Linked DNA regions of Rattus norvegicus: regions 1 and 3 are each linked to region 2. Evidence: chromatin contacts called from public Hi-C data. All regions are on one chromosome and are shown on one strand. The core of a region is the stretch at or near the end of the contact, and the rest is flanking DNA. Distances in the headings are between cores, read along the strand shown. Region 1 overlaps Neb (nebulin). Region 2 holds the start of Arl5a (ADP-ribosylation factor like GTPase 5A). Region 3 overlaps Cacnb4 (calcium voltage-gated channel auxiliary subunit beta 4).

What was found. Hi-C and Micro-C count contacts between places; a contact is called where the count stands out from the background.
Region 1: a contact with region 2 is called in a Hi-C map of Schwann cells, with 4 times the contacts expected there. The contact joins the enhancer-like site here to the promoter of Arl5a in region 2. A contact is called at or near these places in 2 of 12 Hi-C or Micro-C datasets (Schwann cells and hepatocytes) and 1 of 1 datasets of contacts at active chromatin or transcription factors (oligodendrocytes).
Region 3: a Hi-C map of Schwann cells shows a contact between it and region 2, with 4 times the contacts expected there. The contact joins the enhancer-like site here to the promoter of Arl5a in region 2. A contact is called at or near these places in 3 of 12 Hi-C or Micro-C datasets (Schwann cells, liver and mammary epithelial cells).

Annotation. Positions count from the first base shown.
Region 1 is chr3:57,158,228-57,162,295 of GRCr8, forward strand. It overlaps Neb (nebulin), which reads right to left. Exons shown (of 165, transcript NM_001419519.1): 46 at 2,125-2,229; 47 at 1,153-1,260. Among named protein-coding and RNA genes, the nearest start is that of Neb, 60 kb to the right of the region's middle. Within about 2 kb of position 1,479, at least 3 of the 93 cell types and tissues checked have an H3K27ac peak or open chromatin away from gene starts, as enhancers often do. A contact at or near this core is called in Schwann cells, where this site is marked.
Region 2 is chr3:57,310,187-57,314,013 of GRCr8, forward strand. It overlaps Arl5a (ADP-ribosylation factor like GTPase 5A), which reads right to left and starts at 2,302. Exons shown (of 6, transcript NM_053979.2): 1 at 2,066-2,302. The coding sequence starts at 2,111.
Region 3 is chr3:57,486,512-57,490,607 of GRCr8, forward strand. The region is part of intron 2 of Cacnb4 (calcium voltage-gated channel auxiliary subunit beta 4); the gene reads right to left. Among named protein-coding and RNA genes, the nearest start is that of Cacnb4, 90 kb to the right of the region's middle. Within about 2 kb of position 2,405, at least 6 of the 93 cell types and tissues checked have an H3K27ac peak or open chromatin away from gene starts, as enhancers often do. A contact at or near this core is called in Schwann cells, where this site is marked.

The DNA of each region.
Region 1 (4,068 bases), core at 229-2,728, 150 kb before region 2:
AAATGTGAATAGCGTGAAGAACAATTTTTCTTACCTAAAAAAAAAATATCATTCTAGTATCAATGTTCTACTGCCAGTTCTTCATTGGCACTTGTATACAGCTTCACTGTTGATGAAACACATTTTTGATGTTTGCCTGTGAAATCTGGAAGCAGAGTCCTTATCACAGACCCCATTTTGTATGAGATGACATGCTGAGTGACCTCCTGGGGCGAATGAGGACTGGGGTGCACATCATCCTGCACTACAGTGATTTTCGCTCACACTCTCCTCTTACAGGAAGATCACAGCAAATGAGAGGAAAAACAAGCAGCCAGTTGCTGCCCAGGGAAATAAATCCGCCGGCCATTTGCTGCTGAAATATTAGCTTATGTGGGGCACACAGCAAAATTTAGAGCACCTTTTTGTATCTTGGAGGATTTTTTTCCCCTTACCAAACTGATAAAACTAAGGAGAAATGTTGCTGTTCCCCCCAGCTTCCAAAGATGGGAGATAGTGAGCTATCCCCTTAGTCTGCTTCTTTTCATGGGGTTGAGTGTGAAGGTTACAGGGGAGGAGCCAGGAAAGACAACTGACTCCAGTGCGCTATAGGAAAACTTGGAGCTCTCAGCACTAGGAGAGTTCTACAGGAAGGGAGGGTGCAGGACAGGGTGGGAAAGGAGATTAGGGCTGTGCATTATAAAGCTAAAGCAGATTTCTGGGGCCCAGATCAAGTTTCATATGAGTCTTGTCCCAATACATTAGCTGTCCCGGGGTGTGTGGAGCCCTAGTTCACAATGTTTATCAATCTCTGGGATATTTCCCACTATTTAAGAGCAGCCATCATTAGCACCAATGATCAAAACCCTAACCACACTCCGTGAAGTATCCTGCTGGGAATTCAGGGCCAAGGAGCAGAGAGTTCATCTAGACTTCCTGAGGTGGGAAGCTGAGGCCTGTGAGGGTATTACCATGATTAACATGCCATTGTGTCTTGTTTGTGTGTTTTCCAGAAATGCCAGTGGAGACACACAAACGCTGTCAAGATGCATTTGCAGAGCCCAGTGAATCTACTGTTTACAGCACTGGATCACAGTTTCCTCTTATATCCCATTCACTTGGTGTCTGCGGGTGCACTGCTCTGCTTGCTTGCTGGCCGCCCTTCACACTTACATCACTTGCAATATCTCTCGACGCCTTGGCAGCTTTGATAGGAATTGCATCTGTTCTGAGGTCATAGCCTTTCTTTCTAGATTCTTCCAGGGAAAGTTTATAGAGTTTCTGTGAAGAGAAGAAGGGGCAGCGGGAAAACATGGCTTTATTCTAGAAGGCTGACTGTTGAGAGCAAGACTGTCGGGCAGATATGATCTTGGTGGTTCAATGGTTGATTGTTCTAAGAAACATCATTGTTGGGGGAGAAAAGACAAAGTGACTACTTAAGCTCAAATGTGTTTTAACATATCACTACAGAAAGGAAATGAACTGGTCTCTATGAGGAAGTCCAGCAGGCTCTTACTGGTTTATTTTTATCAAATAAGAGACAAAGGAACGCCTACAAAGGGGTTGTCATCACATGCCAAAAGGGCGTCTTAGTTTTACGTTGTTTCTTTTACTTAGTAGTGCAAATTCCACAGTCATCAATTCCAAATCTCTGTGGAATTCAAACAATGAAAAGAAAGAAACTGCCAAGCTTGGAGGATTCCCACCAAACATGCAGAGCTAGGTCAAGAAGCAAATGAAGTTAAATATCAAATGCATTTTCTAACGGAGGTTTCACATTCCTTCGTGTAGGGCTTGTCCCAGTTTGTTCAAAATATCAACCTTTTCTTTCCATTGTTTTAACTCTTTTGAGGACAGTTTTCATAGCTGAGCCCCAGGCCTTTCTCTTTCTGGTGGGTCTCTTAGCTCAAGGGGCACCTCACAAAATGAAATCCAAAGCTGTAACTGCTATCCTAGCCTCCTCGGACGGCCTTGCTCCAAATTTGAGCAGAGTAAAGATTAGGGAGGGAGAGATGCTCCTTTGTCTTTAAAAAGACCAAGGTCTATTAGTTTTTAAATGTTCCTTCTCATAAATCAGAGTTAATGTTCTATTACTGGTGGGAACAAGGCTAAACAGAAAGATGGAGACGAGGGGAGTATACTTACATCACTCATGTTGATCGCATTTGCTTTGGCCAAAACGATCTCGGGGATATCGGGCATGATGTGGATTTTCGTCTTGTCAGCTTCCCATGCTTGCTTATAGAGATGCTGGAGGAAGGCACAAGAGTGCGTTTAAAAATCACAAAAGGATCTCACGTTGTGCACACACATCCTCATGTGTGCACAGGAACCGCTATTTTGGGTATCTTCCTAAGCAAAAGCCGACATGGTGGAGTAGGTGCAAGACCAAGGGTCTTAAGCCTAGAGGTGAAATCTCCCTCCTAGAGATTCCTAAGCATCCTATTTCAAAGCCATATATCACACGATGCCCTGCAGCTTGCTCTTTTCTTTCTTTACTTCAAAGTATGGGCTAGGTATCTTGGAACCTTCTGAAAATAGTTTACTCTATCTAGGAAGCGGCAGAGGTTTAATTCAACTGATTTAAGAAATTCTCCATTGGTAGACATTCACTGGTATTGTCCAGTCTGTTTCTACTGTAGGGACAGTGCCTGGACATATATCACTCAGGTTTCTGGTCTAGGAAGGACCAGCTTTTAGCAGGTGGATTCCCTTGGTCAGCTGCATTGGCCAAGCCTCTGTTGAACCTGCCTTACGGCTCACTTTTTCCCTCTGAAACAGCCCTCTCTCCTGCTGGTACTATCCTTTAAAAAAACATTGCAAGCCTCAAATTCCACATTGGCATCTCTGTTCAGAAACCCGTGTGTGTATGTCTGTACACACAAAGATTTCAGAGGGATAAGGAACAGCCCCATTTTTTTTTGTTTTCACAAATATCAATTAAAACTTTACATTACTGTAAACTCCCTCACAGGTAAGGTGAATGGCACAGCTCTGGCAATGTTGTCCATGGCTGGTCTTTGTTTTAGCTTAGTGTTATCCAGTAGAGTTGTCAGTGATGATGAAAATGTTTTGCATAAGCTAATATGGTAGCCCCAAGCCGAACAGGGCCACTGAGTACCTGAGTCCGTGATGACTTTAAAGAGGGCTAAGTTATTCACATTAATTTGACTATAGCACACTACAAACACATGGCTTATGGTTTATAGGGGTGGTATAGCTCTAGTGCAAAGGCACTGGCTAGTCATTAGAAGTCCTTGTCTTAGCCAGGCCAGGCACTGATACACTGCATCCTGTAGAGGTACTGTGCCTGCCCTGGGGCTCCATTTCCTCTTCTCTGCAACAGGAAAACTTGATCATCAGTAAGTTCTCTCAACAGCAGCATTCATTATTTTATAATCCTCACCTTAATATCATCATTCTGACATTTTCACCACGAATATCAGAAGTACAAAAGAAAAAAATCTAATTTTTGTTTCTTTGGGCTTTGAAAACAGGATTGTGCTGTGTAGCTCAGGCCGGCTTCAGTCTCCAGATCCTCCTGCTTTAGATTCCTGGGTGCTACCAGACTGAAAATGTCTCACTTAATATTTTAAAAGGTAAATGCATCTTTGTGACAGCTCAGGTTCTAAATAATAAAAAGAGGTGCTGAGATCCATGCTTTGCTTTTTGGGCAGGTCCCTTTCAAAGGACAGGGTCAGCTGTACAAATCAGCCTCCAGGGGAGACACACAGGCTGCCTGTCCAGGTCAATTAGAGCCGTCATTTTCTAGAGTTGTTGAGTGTTAAGGTCCAAATGATGTTTTTACTTAATCAAAGGCATTTCTAATTGTGATCCTGATACAGTCAGGGCTAGCACAATATTTTATTTCAATTTCAAATGCAGATGTCTACTTTTGATATGCTTATTGGTTTTGACATTTTATAGATAATTAAGTTGTATAGACTTATAGATAATTGATTGTATGGAAAAAACAGTAAGGCTTTTCTAAATAATTAATGACAAAGGAAGCAGTGATGTAGGGCAATTACTCTCAGGGGTGCCCAGGGAATGTTCTGGTTCCAAAGCTGCAGCCATGGGATGGAAATA
Region 2 (3,827 bases), core at 1,052-3,551:
TCCTTAGTGACAGGATCACAGGTGACCTCCACCACCACATCCTGTTTTCTCTCGGACAGGGGTGGTGAAGTGGGAACCACTGAGCCCCAGCCCCAGCCTCAGTATTTTTTTTAACGGTGTCAATAAATGACAATATCTAGAATAATGTTGGAGCACTGCAGAATCTGCTTCACCTAAATATAACCTCCGGTTTCCTCGGTTAGGTAGGCAGCTCACCACCACGGCTTTAACTGAGCAGCTGCTTTTTGAGAAGACAGAGCTGCTATGTCTCTGCGTTCATCAGTCTATCAAACTCTGCAATTATCCAAAGCCACTTTCGTCACGTCTGTGACGAGTACGGAAACATGTCCTGAACCTTCTGTAAAACAAAGCATGGAAGACACGCCTAATTTCTGTGTCCCATTCTCCACAGGTCCAAAAATACCAACAAGTGTCTGCCACAGTGAATCCCATGAAGCTACTGTGCTGAGAAAAGACCATTTAACAAACTGTTTCTTCACGGTTTCACTATACTGACTGGGAATTTTCTAGAAACTGAACTCTATTAATTCTCTTGTTAATTTTTAAACAAGGAGTAAATGTCCAGGCAAACACTACTACAACATGCAGAGTATAAGATCTGTACTGATACCAATGTATTCGTGCTATCACTTGCGATTAGCTGAGTTTCTTTTAAAGTTCTAATTCACTTTTTAAGTTACAGCAACAGTTGCCATTAAGTCAAACAAGAAAGTGAGGACAGGACCAGAGACACTTTAAAGCACAAAGTCTTTCTAAAGGAAAGCAGAACTGAAACACTAGCTTCACTAAATTCACAGATTGTATAGAACAGAACTAGATACTTATTACCCACATAAACATCACCAGTTCTACAACGATATAATCGTTAGTACTTCAAACCTAGAGTTTTAATATTCAAAAACTGTAGATCCCCACAAATTCCTCCTGTGCTAGGTAAGAGTATGTAGACCCACGGAATTATGAAGCCACTGGAGACCACTACCCCGTCATTCGAACTCTGCTGACCAGACAGTGCAAATAATCCTCTTTATTGCCTTCCACTTCATTTAGTACCGTTATCTAAAGTATAATTTTTTTAAAAAAATTATTATTAAAGAAGCATAACCCACTAGGTATTACAAGTAATTCCATAAAGCCAGCTCTATCCCGGAGGAGGAGCAAACCAGGAAACAGCTCCGTCTAAACAGTAGGCACCACCGTTCATTAAGTTTTAACTGGAAAAAGTGGGGTGCAACAATGCTACCAGCTTATAGAAGAGAAAAACAGTACGTGGTTGACAGATGGAATGAACCGCAAGTAGAGCTTAAAAAAAAAAAAAAAGCACGACGTTTCATTTTAGTAACTATGTAGTTCTGTTAAAACCATATTCTCTCCAGTATCACACACCCAATTCTGTAATTTCTTTTATAAATCCCCTATGCCTGCCGTGGCAAAGTCTGCTTTTGGGCGAACTTAAAGAGTAACCTGGTAGTTACCTAATGCTAACGAAAGAGAGCCGAGGTAGGCTTTTAAAAGCTTTCAGCGAAACATTTTAACAAGGGCCAAAACCAAAAAACAACAACAACAACAAAAAAAACCCTCTAATAACCCAAGAAGGAAAACGACCTTAGGCTTGACCTTTACCACAGAGACAAACGGCGCAAAGGAGAGACCCCACCACTATTCCGCAGCGAGGGTCTCCCCGCCCCTCCCCCCAAGAGAGCCTCCCGAAGCGAACCAGACGAGTCCAGCACTAGTTCCAGTTTTCCGCATTCTGCAAACTGTGGGCTCGGTGGCGCCTCTAGGGCCAGGGCCCTCGGTCTTCACCCTAGAACCCCAGCTGTTGTCAGTGCGGCCCAAACACAACTGCCGGCCGGCGACGCGGATGGAGGCAGGCCAGGCCGCGCGTTGGGCCCCCGGCGTGGAGCAGGACACCTTTCGCGCTCGCGATCAAATCGGAGCAATGGGTGTATGGCGGGAGGAAGCTCTCCCCAGCTCCCGAGAGACAAAGGCGACCCCCTCCGCCCGACAAGGGCCGGGACCTCCTCGCCCGGCCCAGCCTCACCCTGGTGATTGAACAGTCTCCAGATCCGGGTGAAGAGAATTCCCATCCTCGGGCAGCGGAGCCCTCCAGCCGCCCGGGCTCAGGCTGCGGGGCAGAAGGACGCGCCGGGGCCTCCGCCTCTGCTCCCGCGCCGGCCGCGCGCCCGCTTCCAGGGACCCGCGGGGAGGCCGCAGCCCAGGCCACCTAGCCACGCGCGAGGCCCCGCCGCTACCGCCGCGGCGCTCGCCTGGCTCGCGGACATCGCCGCCGCGTTGTCTGCTCGAGCCTCGTGGGCCACCGTCCTCCGTTCCTCTCTGGCGGCTGCTTGGGCAGGGGCAGGGCGGAGCTAGGGGATTGCGCAGGCGCAGGAGCCAGAGGCGGGGCGAAGGGATCGGGGGCGGGGCGAGGGGGCAGGAGGCGGGGCGGAGGGGCGGGAGGCCGCTGCAGCGCCGAAGACCCAGCGAAGGCTGAGGCGCTCTAGGCGTGCTGCTGTCCGGGTTTGAAGTTGTTTCTGAGCCTCGAGCCACAATGCTAATATATAACCATACCTTCTTCTAAAAGTCCCAGGTTTGGGCCCGGACGATGGTAAGCATTAAGTCTCTTTAAAGTCTATTATCTGACAGCAGCTGAAATCTTGGCCTTTTTTTTTTTTTTTTTAAGTCGCTGCAGTTTTTCCCACACCTCTGTCTTTGCTTCTCAGGCTCTTCCCTCTCCAATCTCCCTCCACTCTCTCAGGCCACTCTTGGCCAGAACAGTTTTCCTTAAATATCTCCCCCCGATTTAAAAAATCTTAAGTGTTCACAAAAGCTATCTGAGCTGAGTCCAAAAAGACTGTAAACAAGAAACTCACTGGTCTTCATGGTATGGTCCAAATGCCTTTTTCTCTCATTCAGGAGTCACCTTCCTGTTAAATAGATGGTCAAATGCTGTCATCATTCTTCTTGCCTAAAGTTTGAACAGTTGTGCCTCTGGGTATGTGAATGTCCAGCCCTGCACCCCCCAACCCCTCCCCAGTGCAGGAATTATTAGTAATCGCTGGCGACCTTGATCCGAAGAGTTCTTGCCTGTGTTTTGTTTTTGCTTACTTTAGTTCCCTTTAGCTGAGTAGGTTAGACTCTAGGTCTCAGTATTCCTGATGTAGAAGCATAGTGTTGATTCCTGAGGTTAAATGACAACTGTGATAGTTTTGACTAAAAGAGAAGCTGGGATTGTCTACTTCTTCCACAAAAATAAAGAAAAAGCGTCATTTCTTTCTATTCTCTTCAACTTCAATTTGTAAAAGGGAAGGAAAAATGCGGGAGACTTCTGAAAGGTCTTTGAGCTGTTCCGGGTATCTTCAACAGCCACGGGAAATGAAGCACTGTACTCCACCTGACTCCTAACCATGTACTGTCTTATCTCAATGTATAGGAAAGAGAGTTAGTTCTCCATCTTCTTTGGGAGCTTGTGTTCAAATGCCAGTCTTAAAGGAGGCATACATAAAGGAGAATAAAGTCATTAGACTAGTCTGCATATATTTATATTATATCTGGATATACTTAATAGCCTGTAGGCTGCTTAGAAAATCAATGTTTGCATAACCAACTTACATGAGCTCTTTAGTGTTTCCATTGTCATCCAGTGTAGGCAGAGATTTTAGCAATCCTTGAGTCATTTTACAAATCCCCACATGTCTTTGGCAACTTACTAATGTATGTCAGACCCATGTTTACTTGTGAGGCTAGGACTCTATTAAGGAAATGGTCTCTTAGACTATTTTCTAAGTGTCCCTCACAGAAAAGGG
Region 3 (4,096 bases), core at 1,155-3,654, 180 kb after region 2:
CTCCCCAAGTCCATCTTTGTCCTCAGGCCTTCAGTGATACCAAAGTTTCAACAGGGACCATGGATACGCACATCCAAACAGTCCTGGTTAAGGTGTGGTCCTGCCAAACGCCGGCTCATCATTGTCTGGGCTTCAGTCTCCTGTGAGATGGTCTGAAAAGTTGTTAGAGCTGTGTGACATCTATTCCCAGGGGACAAGTCCCCACTCTGGGCTGGCACCCTTTCCTTCTCCCAGTATGAGATTCCTGTGGGGGAAACCCCATGTCTTTGGGGTCCTCTGCTTATGGGATCCCATAAGATAATACATGGCTCGAATGTGTAGTAGGACCTTATTATTGTTGCTATTATTTTTATATGATTATCATTATGGTGTGAGAGACAGATGCACACTCTCACTCTGTAGATCAGCCTACCCTGAAACTCCTGCTGGCTTCAAACTCACAGCCATCTTCCTGTCTCAGTGTACTGAGCGATAAGTTCCGGTTCCCTTCTGTGTGGTGTTGGTGATGACTGGGACGCAGACGGAAGTAATTTCGATTCCTCCCCTTCCCGGGGAGGAGAGGTTAGGACTAATGTTAGCAGTGTTCCTCCCGCTCGAGACAGCCTAGTCTTTGCATTTCGTGGATTGATGCAAAGTCTCTGTTTGAATGAATGACAAAAAGGAACGCTTCGTCTGCATTGTTTTCCGTCTTCTGTCAGGCTACTGAGACGGCCCAGGGAGTAAAGGCCCTTGCTGCAGGACCAACATGGTGGAAGGAGAAAAGAGATACCTGCAGGCTGCTCTCTGACCTCCATATGCATGCTACGGCATGCATGTGCCCTACCCCAATACACACTCTAAGTCAAATAAATAAACAAACAAACAACACGCAATTTAAAAAAAGAAAAACCTTGTGGGAGCAAGAGCCATCCATGGCTTGGCAGTTAAGAGCACTTGCTACTTGTGCAGAGGAGCCAAGTTTGGTCCCCACTATCTGTTGGGGACCAACAGCCACTGTAACTCCAGCTTAGAGGGTATCTGCTGCCCTCTTCTGCCCTCCATGTGTACGTGCACTCGTGTACACAGACCCATGCAGAGACACACATAATTAAACAATAAATTGGGTTTTTTTTTTCCAAATTCCTTCTGTCAATGAGGCAAAGCATGCGTCCTAGCTGGTTGCAAATCATTTCTCCAAGGTCCCTTGGGAGCATGGCATTTGGTCTGTGTCTGGCCTCTTCCTCCTCTAGATCGCCCTGCACCATTCTCTTGATTGTCCAGACTCTTGCAAAGCTCTCTGTGGCTGTTGTCGCAGCCTTTCCAGCCCTGTATTTGAATCAGCTCCCAGTTCACCCTTTATCCTTCGACCTCCTGTCCAAAAGCTAGCAGATGAGTTCCCATGAATGCTCCAAGGTTTTCCCGTGGTCCCCCCACCTCCCTGCCTACTTTTGTCCGTGTTATAGATCACTGTTTCAAAGACCCTTCTCTCCACTGTCTACCTTAGGTGCACTGAGATAAAAAAAAAAGTAATTTGTCACTGTAACAAGTTCACAGAAGAGAAAGTCGCACCCAGAGCTGGGGAAGAGGAGAGCCTTCCTTGACTGTTTTGCTCATTGTGAATCTCCTCTACGGACACTTGAAGCCGACCCTGCACACTGGACAACTATCCTGAATTAGTGAGTTTCCTCTACTGAGGGTGCCATGAGGCTTTCCTACCCTCTCTTTCCTTCTGAAAAAGCCAACAACACATGTCCCTCCATCACCCTCACCACGCAGCCTCTCCCCTCCCTGCCCAGGTGCTCCTTGCTTTCTCACACAATTTACCAGGTCCCTGTGCATCAACTGAGCGTATATTTGCTGCATCCCTGCAAGTGCTGGCAGTAAGGGCCTAATCATATCACTAGTGCAATTCATAAGTGCATTTAAATAGGAAGCAAGCTGCCCTTTCCTACCCCCACTGGCCTTCCCTCCTCCCTCACCCCATCCCCCCACCCCACCCAAGCCCCTGAGGTCAATCCTGTTCTTCCCTCCTACCTTCGGTAGCTCCTGTAGTTGGTGCTAGAGGAAGCTGACCTACAAAATGACAGTTCCCATTGCCTTCTGTAGAGTTATAAAAGCCCACAAGCAGAGTGGGGGTCCAGAGAGCAAACAGCCAGCTAAGGCAAGGGGTGGGAGAAGACAGGCCACTGTGGTAGTTGGTTAAAGGTGACACTTTCCAGCAGGAAGCCATAAATGATGGAGCCATTGCTCCATTCTCTTTAAGGTAAAGGGAGAATTACCCAATCCCTTGCCTTCCACCACATTTAAGAAACACTGTGTGGTGACATCTAGCGGTTCCCGTTTAAATTACCCTCGTAGTACAGTGCCAGGGAGAAACAGAAAAGAAACAGCTTTCAGAAAGTTGGAGTTCATTAACAGTACAAGTGCACCAGTCACTTCACCCTGGGTTTCTGCTGTGCTCATCCTGGCCCGCTCTGCCCTGTGGCAAACAGAGGTAATGACCATGAACAGGCTGTGGGAGGACACAGCTCAGAACAGTGCCTTCCATCAGGATTTATTCCACCCATCCTCACTGTATTACAAACGTTAACAGTGATGGCACTTAGTGAAACGGCACTCATTCCTACCCTACTGACACAGCCCGGAAGACATGCATCATGAGACTTACGGTCTTGCGTGCTCGTGACACGGGCCGCACACCATCAGGGATCTGAGGACCGCCCAACTTTCACTATTACCCAGGCCTATCAGTAGCCTAAGGCACTGGGATCTTGGTTGAACAGGACGTGCTCTCTTCAATTCACAACAGTCAGTCCATGGGCCCTGTCACCCTGCTTTAAACTACTTCCTCCATGTGTGACAACTGCTGACCGACCACTGTTGTAACCCTAAAACATGCGTGTGAAGACCAGAGATCAGTCTGGGTGTGGTGTCTCAGGAGCAAGCCAACTTGGTTTTGAGACAGAGTCTCTTATGTAGCCTGGAGCTCTTCAGTCAGACTAGGTTGGGTGACCAAGGAGCCTCAGGGTCCTGACTGCCTCTGCCTCCCTGCACTGGGGTTACAGGGACATGCTACCACACCTGGCTTTTCCACTGGGGGTCTGAAGATCTAACTCGGGTCCTGATGAATTAGTAGCAAATACTTCACTGACTAAACCAGCCTTCCAAACCCATTCTGTGACCCTCCTTGATCCTGTCACCTGGACAGCAAGCCTGACAAGTGCTTGCCTGGCAGCACTGTTAGGAACGAGTTTGTAAACACTCTGTGGCTGTCACATCACCTACGTTCCCTGACCGAACTTCTGACGTCACTCATCTTTCTCCTGCCAACTCTAGCCCCCAGGTTACATTTTATATGCCTTTATAAATAATGTTTTATTTTTGTTTTATGTGCACTGTTTTGTCTGCCTGTATGGCTGTGTTAGGATACCTGATCCCCTGCAACTGCAGTTACAGCTGTGAGCTGCCATGTGGGTGCTGGGAGTTGAGCCTGGGACCTCTGAAAGAGCAGCAGTGCTCTTAACCATTCAGCCATCTCTCCAGTCCCCACACATGTCTTTTTAAAGCATGTTTTTAACTGTGGTAAGAGTACACGCACACCAGAAATATTGCTACTTTGGCGCTTTTTTTTAAATGTGCAGTTCGGTGGTATTAAGGACATGCACGTTTTTTTGTGCAACTCTCATTGCTATCCGTCTCCAAAATTTTCTCATCTTGCAAACTGAAACCGTGCACATCTCACACCAACTTGGCATTCCCTCCTCCCCGAGACAAAAAGATCGACATTTTGCTTTCTGTCTCTGCATTTGATACCTTGTACGTGCCCAACCCTACAAGACTGATTCTTTTGTGACAAGGCTATTTCTCCTGGAGTGTCTTCAGAGGCCATACACGGTAGCACATGCCAAAGCCTTAAGGCTGCCACAGTAGCTTATGGTGTGTGTGCTTTGCATCTTCTGAGTCTATTCGCCTGTGAGTGGATGCTCTGAGGACTTCTCTCCCCTTATGGCTCACACGCCTGCTCTGCTGTGGTGAGCGTTAGCTCACATCTGCTCTGCTCCCTGCTTTCAAGTCTTTCTTTCCGTTATTCATGTAGAAGCAAGTCTGTGGGCTCATG